Regions from separate parts of the Rattus norvegicus genome. Here region 1 is linked to region 2. A link is a contact called in public Hi-C data. All regions are on one chromosome and are shown on one strand. Each heading gives the region's core, a stretch centred on a gene start, on an enhancer-like site or on the middle of the called end of the contact. The rest is flanking DNA. Distances are from core to core; before and after follow the strand shown. Region 1 overlaps LOC102554171 (a long non-coding RNA gene). Region 2 holds the start of Lzts1 (leucine zipper tumor suppressor 1).

Region 1 (4,648 bases), core at 968-3,467, 68 kb after region 2:
GCAGGTTTAGCTCATTGCGTCATCGCGGTCCAAGCTCATCTTCAGTCTAACCTCAAACCCCAGAGGTATTATTATCGTCGTTATCATATATATATACATATATATATATATATATTTTTTTTTTAAATGAGACGCCCAAACCAGCATCCCAGACTGAAGGGGTCTGCTCCAAAAGCCAGAGCTTGCGAAAAGTCGATGTAGCAGAGACTGCAGTAGGCATATATATATGGATATATATGGTTTCTAGGGCTTGGATTATCCAAGTTATCCATTTTTCCTTCTAGAAAATATGAATAGTTGTCTGCTGAAAGGTTTGCCCTAAGAAAACACTTAGTATAGCGCGCGCGCGCACACACACACACACACACACACACACACACACACACACACACTCAAAGCACAAGAGTAATCATGTCAATACCTGGGATAGTTACTGTGTCAGGAGCCATCTAGGATAGGCTTAGGCTAGCAGGTGGCCTTCCTGGAGGTTTTGTTTTGTTTTGATTGGGGAGTGGCAGGACCTGGTCTGTGATGGGCGAGCTCAATGGCAAGGTCACAAAGACTTCATCTCAGGATTGCTTCTTGTAGCTGATATGCCTTTCTTGTCGTTATTAAATTGATGTAATAATTCCTGGGCATTAGCCCACCCTACTGATCAGATTTCCTGCAGATCAACATACAGATGAACTTTCATGAATTAATGCTATTTAGATAAATTGATGATTCTATAGAATTTCAGATTTAATTCCAGTAACTTTAGGAAGAAAGATGGTCTTAGCTGCTTTGCTAGAAAGATGTAATAATGTTAGAATCAAGACTAGAATGTTCCCACTCCTCATTAACAGTAAATAAAGGCTGCGTAAATACAGTGAGCTTTCATAATCACACTAAAAGGAGAAATAGGCTTGGGACAAATTTGTGTTCAAGGAAAAACATTTAGGTCCAAGGATAAAGCCACAGGTGTGCACTATGATAAGGCAAGGCCATGTTAAAAAAAAAAAAAAAGCTGTTGCTTTGATCTTAAAACAATCTTGCAGAAGGAAACACTGCTTTGAACTTAATAGCAACATCCTTCTGTAACTCCCATTTTATGTAATTTTATCTCTGAGGTAATTTTCTAAAGAACTTTTTGTCTAAGAAGGTATAAAAAGGCCAGAAAAAAGAAATAAAATTGTTTGTTTTTGGATGGCTTGACTTGGGAGCTCTGCCCCACCCACCCATCCATCCATCCATCCATCCATCCATCCGTCCATCCATCCATATGTACACGTCTGTCTGTATTTACATGTGTATGTATGTAAGCCTGCACGGATACTTGTGGAGTTGAGACAGACGGTCCGGCCCAGCCGGCGTGTGGGTGTATGAATATGTCTCTGCATATCTGCCTGAATAAAGACTTTTAATTCTTTTCCTTTCCTTCCTCCGTGGTTCACAAACAGTTAACCAGAAGTGTCTGGCTGCCTGGACATAGAAGGGAGAGACGGCAGTAAATCCCTTACCTAATTACCCTGCTGTTAGCAACAACTGTCAGTAGATCCAGAGGCCAGCAGCTTCTGGCCTCAGAGTAACTAAAGTCAAGAGAGGTATATGTTATTATAGAAAGCAACTCTACCTTCTCCCAAGACCTTGCCACTGTCACTCTTCTCCTTCTTCAGTTTTGCCTCTGATCTCTTCAGAGAGGACCCCCACCAGGGCTAAGCTTCTGGCACCGCTGACAGCCAGAAAGTGCACATAAAGAGAAGATCCTTGAGGAAATACAAGTGCCATCTGGTTTCAGGCAGGCTTTGGTGTCTTGGAATATATTTTTCTAGGAATAGTCATGCTTCCCGCCTGCTTGTTTTCCACTAGAGAAAAGATGCAAGGGCAGCCATTGGGTTTTGTCACATGGTGCAAAGGATAAAAGGTTTCTTAGGAGTCTTTAAAGCCCAGGAATTTCCCATGACATGGAGGGGACAGCTGAGGCTGCACCTCTGGGGCATGCCGTAAAAGCACAGTGGAAATACTATTCGGATCTGACTCTCTATGTGCAGTTTCCTCACCAGGTTAACTCATGGCTGTTCCCAGAATTCCCTTGGTTAATGAAATCCAGTGGTTTCAGAAAGCCTTTAGCTCACTGCCAGGCTTACAATAAGTATCAACTCCAGCCACTGTTCTCCAACCCCAGGGGAAGAAATCTTGGTGAGGTTTTTGGTGTGCAACAGTTGAGACTACAAAGACAGACCCGGGTGGAATGAGAGCAAGGGAAGGAAAAGAAACGAAATTCTAGAATTTCACTCAGGTATCTCCGAGGAACACCAGAGGCCCTCTGCTGGCCAAAGACTTCAACTGCTCTTCTGCATAGTTTATCGACACCTTGTGGTGAAAACTGGAAATGCAGAAAGTGTTACAACTTTGAAAATTACTGTACTCTTAGAACGGGGTTAAAAATACTGACAACCTGAGAAACTGTTGGGAATTAATGACTTCTGTGAAGGGAGAATCCTTTTGCTTCAGAGATGGTTAGCTTTGGAGGCTACCCACAGTCCCACATCCATGCACAGGCAAGCAGCACTAAGTGGACTCATTTTATTTTTCCTTTTTTTTAAATTGGCTATTTTCTTTATTTACATTTCAAATGATATCCCCTTTCCCAGCTTCCCCTCTGGAAACCCCCATCCCATCTTCCCTCTCCCTGCTTCTATAAGGATGCTCCCCTACCCACCCACTCCTTCCCACCTCCCCACCCTGGCTTTCCCCTACACTGGGGCATCAAGCCTTCACAGGACCAAGGGCTTCTCCTCCCATTGATGCCTGACAAGGCCATCCTTTGCTACATATGAGGCTGGAGCCATGGGTCACTTCATGTGTATTCTTTGGTTGGTGGGAGCACTGGGGTGTCTGGTTGGTTGATATTGTTCTTCCTATGGGATTGCAAACCCCTTCAGCTCCTTCGGTCCTTTCTCTAACTCCTCCATTGAGGACCCTGTGCTCAGTCCAATGGTTGTCTGGAGCATCTGCCTCTGTATTTGTCAGGCTCTGGCAGAGCCTCTCAGAAGACAGCAATATCAGGCTCCTGTCAGCATGCAACTCTTGGCATCAGCAATAGTGTCTGGGTTTGGTGAATGTATGTGGGATGGATTCCCAGGTGTGGCAGTCTCTGGATGACCTTTCCTTCAGTCTCTGCTCCACACTTTCCATATTTCCTCCTGGGAGTATTTTATTCCCCCTTCTAAGAAGGACTAAAGCATCCACTTCAGGTCTGTAAATTTTATCTTGGGTATTCCCAGCTTTGGGGCTAATATCCATTTATCAGTGACTACATATCATGTGTGTTCTTTTGTGACTAGTTACCTCACTCAGGATATTTTCTAGTTCTATCCATTTGCCTAAAAATTTCATGAAGTCATTGCCTTTAACAGGTGAGTAGTACTCTATTGTGTAAACATACCACATTTTCTGAATCTATTCTTCTATTGAGGGAAAATCTGGTTTTTTTTTCCAGCTTCTGGCTATTATAAATAAGGCTGCTATGAACATAGTGGAGTATGTGTCCTTGTTATATGTTGGAGCATCTTTTGGGTATATGCCCAGGAGTGGTATAGCTGGGTCCAATTTTCTGAGGAACCTCCAGACTGATTTCCAGAGTGGTTGTATCAGCTTGCAATCCCACAAAAATGGAGGAGTGTTCCTCTTTCTCCACATCCTTGCCAACAGCTGCTGTCACCTGAGTTTTTGATCTTAGCCATTCTGACTGGTTGTGAGGTGGAATCTCAGGGTTGTTTTGATTTGCATTTAAGTGGACTCATTTTAAATAGGGGTAGTTCCTACTCAGGTCCCTGGCTTGCCACACTGGACTAACCCTTAAGGAAGAAGGAAGATCCTGTTCTCTACATTAGATATACTACATGCACAAGGCAAGTGAGACACATATACACAAAAGCACAACTATGCAAACCTCTTTCATGGTGATCCCAAAGTGTAAACGACCCAAATGCCCACCAATCGGTGAATGGATATGTGCCACATAATTCATCTAGATATTACTCAGAAATAAAAATAAATGAATTGTGGCATGTTTTAACATTAAGAATCTTATTGAAATAAGATAGACACAAAAATAACATACTATGATTCTAAAATAGACAGAAGAGACAAATCCACACAGGAGGATGAGTAGCAGTTACCTGGGACAGGCTGTGGTTGGGGGGAAATAGGGAATGACTTCTAGTTGGTACAGCACTGAATGGGGACTGTCCTCCTGTAAATACACAAACCTGTCCCTGTATTAAATACCTTCCTGGCTTAATACATGCATTTCACAGTTCAGAAAGCCTAGCAAGATGCTTGGGTAACTGTGGTGTATTTTCACAAAGTGTTGAGGCACTGAAGAGTTAAATGACCCATGGGTACACCCTCAAACAGGGACAAAACAGATGCTAGAAAGGGCTTCTTAGAGGTCATACCTGTTTTGAATGGTTGTGGTGGCAAATCTGCAAACATGTCCTGTGCTCCCAAAAGCCAGCCTAGCCTGCATCCAAACTTCTTACTGCAGCAATCAGAAGGAGCTACTCCTAAATAAACTCAGACACTGGCCACACAATACAGGCCACTGCTAGCCAGAACCCACTACTTCCATGAAGGGACCTGAAAGGGAAAGGCTGGGAAGTCT
Region 2 (5,012 bases), core at 1,324-3,823:
GCCACATGGGAGGTACCTTGAGCACATTTGAGACCTGAAAGCCCACCAAACACGACAGTCACATACCTCCTTCAACATGGCCACAGCTACTCCAACAAGACTACAGTTCCTAATTGTACCACTCCCTATGGGCCAAATGTCCAAACACATGGGATTATAGCAGCCATTCCTACTCAATCCCCCACACAAAGTCAAAACACAAAGCCTGTATCTTAGAGCACAGATTGGTGAGATCAAGGGACCCCATGACTTAAAACTCAAAAGGCCCCTGCCTCATCCTCTGAAACATTTGTCTACCAACACGTGCTACCAAGATCAAATATGACAACAGGTTTGGTGACATAGCTTTCTAGACCTGACTCAGGCATAGGAAAGTGTGAGGGATGTGGCCTTAGATGGATGAGGAAGAGGAGGATGAGCTTTGAGAATTCTATTGGGGTAAGAGGATAGGCACATCCAGTCACTGTAGTGTCATTTCTTTTGAATAAGGAGCTAATTGAGGTTTTTTTCTTGAAGGATGTCATGTTATTTCGGTTTAAAGTGAGTATCCATGTCACGTGTAAATACATGTACAATATATCACAGGCTTCCTCTCATCATTCTGCTTTCTTCACTCTCAACTCACCTCCCTTTATCTCTGAAGCATCCCTTCCTTAGGATGTTTCTGTTGTGCCATGGTACATCCAGTTCCAACCTCATACCCAAACCCTGCTCACCATATGCCTAACTGGGTCACAGTAGGAGAGTATGTATGCCCAGCCTCTACCCAGTGATGCCAGTGCTGCTGTAAAAATGTCTTAGTCAGTCCTGATGAGTCATAGTTGTAATCCTAATTCTCCAAAGGAATGTCTCGAGCTCAAGGCCAGCCTCGACTACTTCCTGAGATCTGTCTTAAAAAAATAAAAATAAAAAAAAGTACCAATACACCACTCACTTTGCAGACCAGGAAAACTGAGGTCTAGCCTAGGATATGACCTTGTAACAGCAGACGAATAGACAGTGGTAGGGCCAGGACCAGAAAGCTAAGGGCTCCTTTGCCCAGTTCTCTGGAATATTACAGTCATGACAAAGTTGGTTGACAGAGATCTGTAATCCACTGTCCTTAGTCTCTCTTCAGTGTCTACTGTTACCTTCAAGTGCTAGAACAGTTGCTCTGTATCCTCTGGTTCATCAAGAGTCCTAAGAAACGTTCACCTCTGAGAAGACATGCTTGTACCAAGTTAATGAGCGGGGCACAGAAAGAAGAGGAGGAGGCTTTCCTCAAAAGAGGGATCTGTCTACCTGTGGTGGTTACAGAGGTCCAAGTAAGGATGGTACTCATGTCTGGAACTGGGAAAGGTATAGTTAACAAAGCAGGAGAAACACTTCTCAAATGGAGAGATAGTCTGGCATAAACTCCCCATCTCAGTCTTCCAAATGCTGGGATTACAGGCTGGCTGTCTATCTATTTTCTCTAGAAAATAGATATTACTAAGCTAGAATTACGGAATTAAATAAAGCTTAAAATTAATCTAGGGTCAAGACCTGGAGGAAGAAGCAGGGGTTTGGAGTAGGAGAGTGTCTGATTCATTCATGAGATTAGTGATCCCTACTCTTCTCCCCTTAACTTGCCCCTTTCAGGCCTGGGCTGACAATTTCTGGGCAACACCTCTGCCTTTATACTGACTGGCTTTTCACTATCTTACCTCGGTGTACCCTCAGACAGGCGGTGAAAAGGTGGGTGAATGGCTGCTGGTTTTAGTGCTCGGGATTGAAATTAAGACCACGCCTTTTTACCACTGAGCAACTTCTCCAGTCCGCCCTGCAGATATATTTCCACTTTAAATTTTCAGACAAGGTCACACTTCAGTGCTTTGAGTGGCACTGAATTCATTTTGTGTTCCAGGCAGGACTTGAATTTATAATCCTCCTGTTTCAGCCTCTCAAGTCCCTGGGATTTCTGGCTTGCATCACCTAGGCCAGGCTTCTGTAGTGGCAAAATTTGAATTGGATCTTTTTTGAGGAGTAAAGTCTCTGGGTTCTGGGTTCTGGGTTCTCTGGTCTGTAATCACAGCAAGAGGAAGCAGTACCCTCATAACACCTCGAGGCCTTTAGTGTGGTCCTTAAACCAAGAAACTCAACCTTTTGTTGGGGTTGTGGTTGGGGGTTGGGCTGGAGAAATCACCGGTAAGAGGTAGCAAAGAAAAGGGGAATGCAGAAAATGGATAAAGAAAACGCGAAGGCGAATAGATGCAGATAGAGAAAGCAAGAACTAGGAGTAGTGGAAGATGAGGAAAGGGAGAGAAAGGCTGAACAGACGGGAATCCCCGAGGGTGATGAAGCGAGAGCTAAGAAACTGCGAGCCTGACCGGCGCGAGCTTTGGGTAGAGAGGAGCCAGGAGGTTGGAGCAACCCCAGCTGTCAGCCGGGAACAAAGGCCCGGGAGAGAGCTGGACTGGGTGCAAGCAGTGCGGGCCAATGAATGCCGTTGACTCTGGCCCCGCCCTACCCGTGCCCCGCCCCGCCCCGCCCCGTCCCGCCCCGCCCCGCCCCGCCGGCGGCCAGGGACCCAGCGCAAGGGCCAGAGCGCCCGGGCCAGCTGGCGGGCTCTGGGCGGCTGCGACAAGCTCAGAGTCCGAAAGTTTCTCTGCCTTTCTGCTGCTCCTGGGAGTGTGACTTGAGCGACGCGGGATCAGTCGGCTCCAGTGGCTCTCCAGAAAAAGAGAAAGGGGTACTACACAAAACACACCGAAAAATCAAAATCTGCAGCCATTTGCAGCTATCTCCGAGGCGGAGGAGGGCAGACAGGTAAGGTACGGGTACCCAGGGTCCTGTTCCTCCTTCGCGCAATGTCTGCAGTCCCGCGGATGGCCCAGGCACAGGGAAGGCTGCTCTCCCTACAGCAAACCACTCCGGGAGTGAGTCCGCTCGTCTGTCGGTCTTTGTCTGTCTGTGTCCGCGTCTGTCTAGGTGTCTTTGTTTCTACATGTAACTATCGGAGTAGAGGGCAGCGGTAGGTGTGGGGGAGTCTTCTCCCCTGTCACTGCTTGTATTTCTAATCTGACCCCAGCCGGAAGGAAACGGTGTGCATCAGTCAATCCTTCTGTCTTTGTCCGTGAGACCGGGGAGGTTTGTTTCCTCGCAAATCTGAATTTTATCTTGGAGACTGTGCATTAGGTGACATGAATGCAGAGATGAAGATATGAGAGGTGAGGAAGTGAGGCCACAGAAACTGAGGCCACAGACAGAGGATACAGCTGCTGGGGACTGGCTAGTGAGCTTTACCTTGCTAGCTGGAACTTTTGAGGTGTCTGGAAGGAACAGAAATGAACTTGGACGGATACACAGACAGGTAGACAGACAGATACACACACACACACACACACACACACACACACACACACACACACACACCCCTCAGTTCACTCCTTTTTCTCACTCACCACAGGGAGTCAGATCCCCTCTGTTTTGCCTCTCATCTGCCCAGGCTTCATTCAGCAATAGAGACCCAGACACCAGGGACCAGGTGACTGTCTCCCCTCCCTGCTGCAAGTGGAAGAGATTAAACCATGGCACATGTGAGTATTCTGCTCACCCACTGGTTGTCAGGCCTGGGAAAGTGCTGTAGAGTCCTCAGTTTCCCAAGCATGAGAGATGTTTAGGGATCCAAGAACCGTGCCTTCTGCCCCCAGGCTTTCTGCATGCTCCTTGAATTGCTGGTGAAGAGGTACTAGGTTCTGGGTAGCTGTTGTAGAGGCTGCACCACCAAAGGGTCTTTTCCTGGGAAACACAGTCTAGTCTCAGCCCATCCACGGAGAGATAAGCTGTCTGCACACAGTTCTTCCAGCACCCAGACCCTGAGGAGGAGGCTGCTGGTAAGGGATTTTGAGGATTTGTAACCCGAGCTTCCTTCAAGTTCAGAAACAATTTTCTGCAGGCAGACAGAAGGAAAATGGAGGTGTTTGAAAGGTGTATGCACATAAGTATCAGAGTTAGATTTTACAGGGGTAAGAGTCTTCAAGGTTGGCACAGAGCAGAGTGTGGGCAGGAGTCTGTGGGCAGGGAATGCACCTTAATCAGGCATGGCCCACACCTTGTATTTACCCAGCTCTTTCTTCTGACCATTTTCAGTGCATCATAGATGTTATCTCATTTGTTGTCTCCTTTATCCTCACAGCACAACTCCCACATTAGCATGAGATGTGATTTACTCTGGGTCTGCCAGTGAAGAAACTGAGGCACCAAAATGGAAGGGTGTTCCCATAGCTAGTGGGAGCCAAGTCCACCATTAATGGAATCCGGAAAAGCATGTCTTAGCTGTGTCGATAGGAGTATAGAGCACGCATGTGCTAGAACTGAGAACTGTCTGTGGAAAAAGAAATCGGAGCATCCTTCCTGGAGGTTTCATGGAAGGAGCAGACATTTGCTTTTGCTCAAGATGATTGTCCTTTCCTCTTTCTAGCATATGTCTTGGCACACTCTGCAAGGCAAACCTGCTTTAGCCATTCAGTCTGTACACTCTTGAAACTGAAGGAGATACCCTAGTCTGGCAATCTACCTCACATGGCTGACAGGAGCTGAGATAGAAGAACCTTGCTGTGGGGAGTGGTCTGGGTGTGCCAGTCTCTGAGAATGTGAGAGTGCTCCACTGCCATGCACGGTTAGGAAGCCAGATGTCTGCATGTGTGGGCAAAGAAGTAGATGGACTGGAACTAAAATGGTCTCTATTCGGGAACACTTATTTTTATGCCTTTGTGTGTGTTTAACATTTCACCCCACAACTTTTCATTGGATGCTACAAGATGCAAGGCTTTGGGACCCATAGTGAACTTCAGAAATGAATACCATAGGCTGGGGTTTGTTTCCTTGAATGAACGCTTCCTTGAAATTGCAGGGTCTCTGGGTTTGAGCCCCTAACACTACATAAACCTTCATATGGTGGCACAGTATTATAACCAAACCTTGCCCGGGTGGTGGAGATAGGAGGTCAGAAATTCAAAGCCAGTCTTGACCACATAGGAAGTTCAGGATCA

The links. Hi-C and Micro-C count contacts between places; a contact is called where the count stands out from the background.
Region 1: a contact with region 2 is called in a Hi-C map of frontal cortex, with 1.7 times the contacts expected there. The contact joins the enhancer-like site here to the promoter of Lzts1 in region 2. A contact is called at or near these places in 5 of 12 Hi-C or Micro-C datasets (the A7r5 cell line, Schwann cells, frontal cortex and 2 more).

The regions. Positions count from the first base shown.
Region 1 is chr16:25,375,389-25,380,036 of GRCr8, forward strand. The region is part of intron 1 of LOC102554171 (a long non-coding RNA gene); the gene reads left to right. Among named protein-coding and RNA genes, the nearest start is that of Atp6v1b2, 31 kb to the right of the region's middle. Within about 2 kb of position 2,218, at least 5 of the 93 cell types and tissues checked have an H3K27ac peak or open chromatin away from gene starts, as enhancers often do. A contact at or near this core is called in the A7r5 cell line, where this site is marked.
Region 2 is chr16:25,306,980-25,311,991 of GRCr8, forward strand. Lzts1 (leucine zipper tumor suppressor 1) reads left to right here and starts at 2,574. Exons shown (of 4, transcript NM_153470.2): 1 at 2,574-2,787.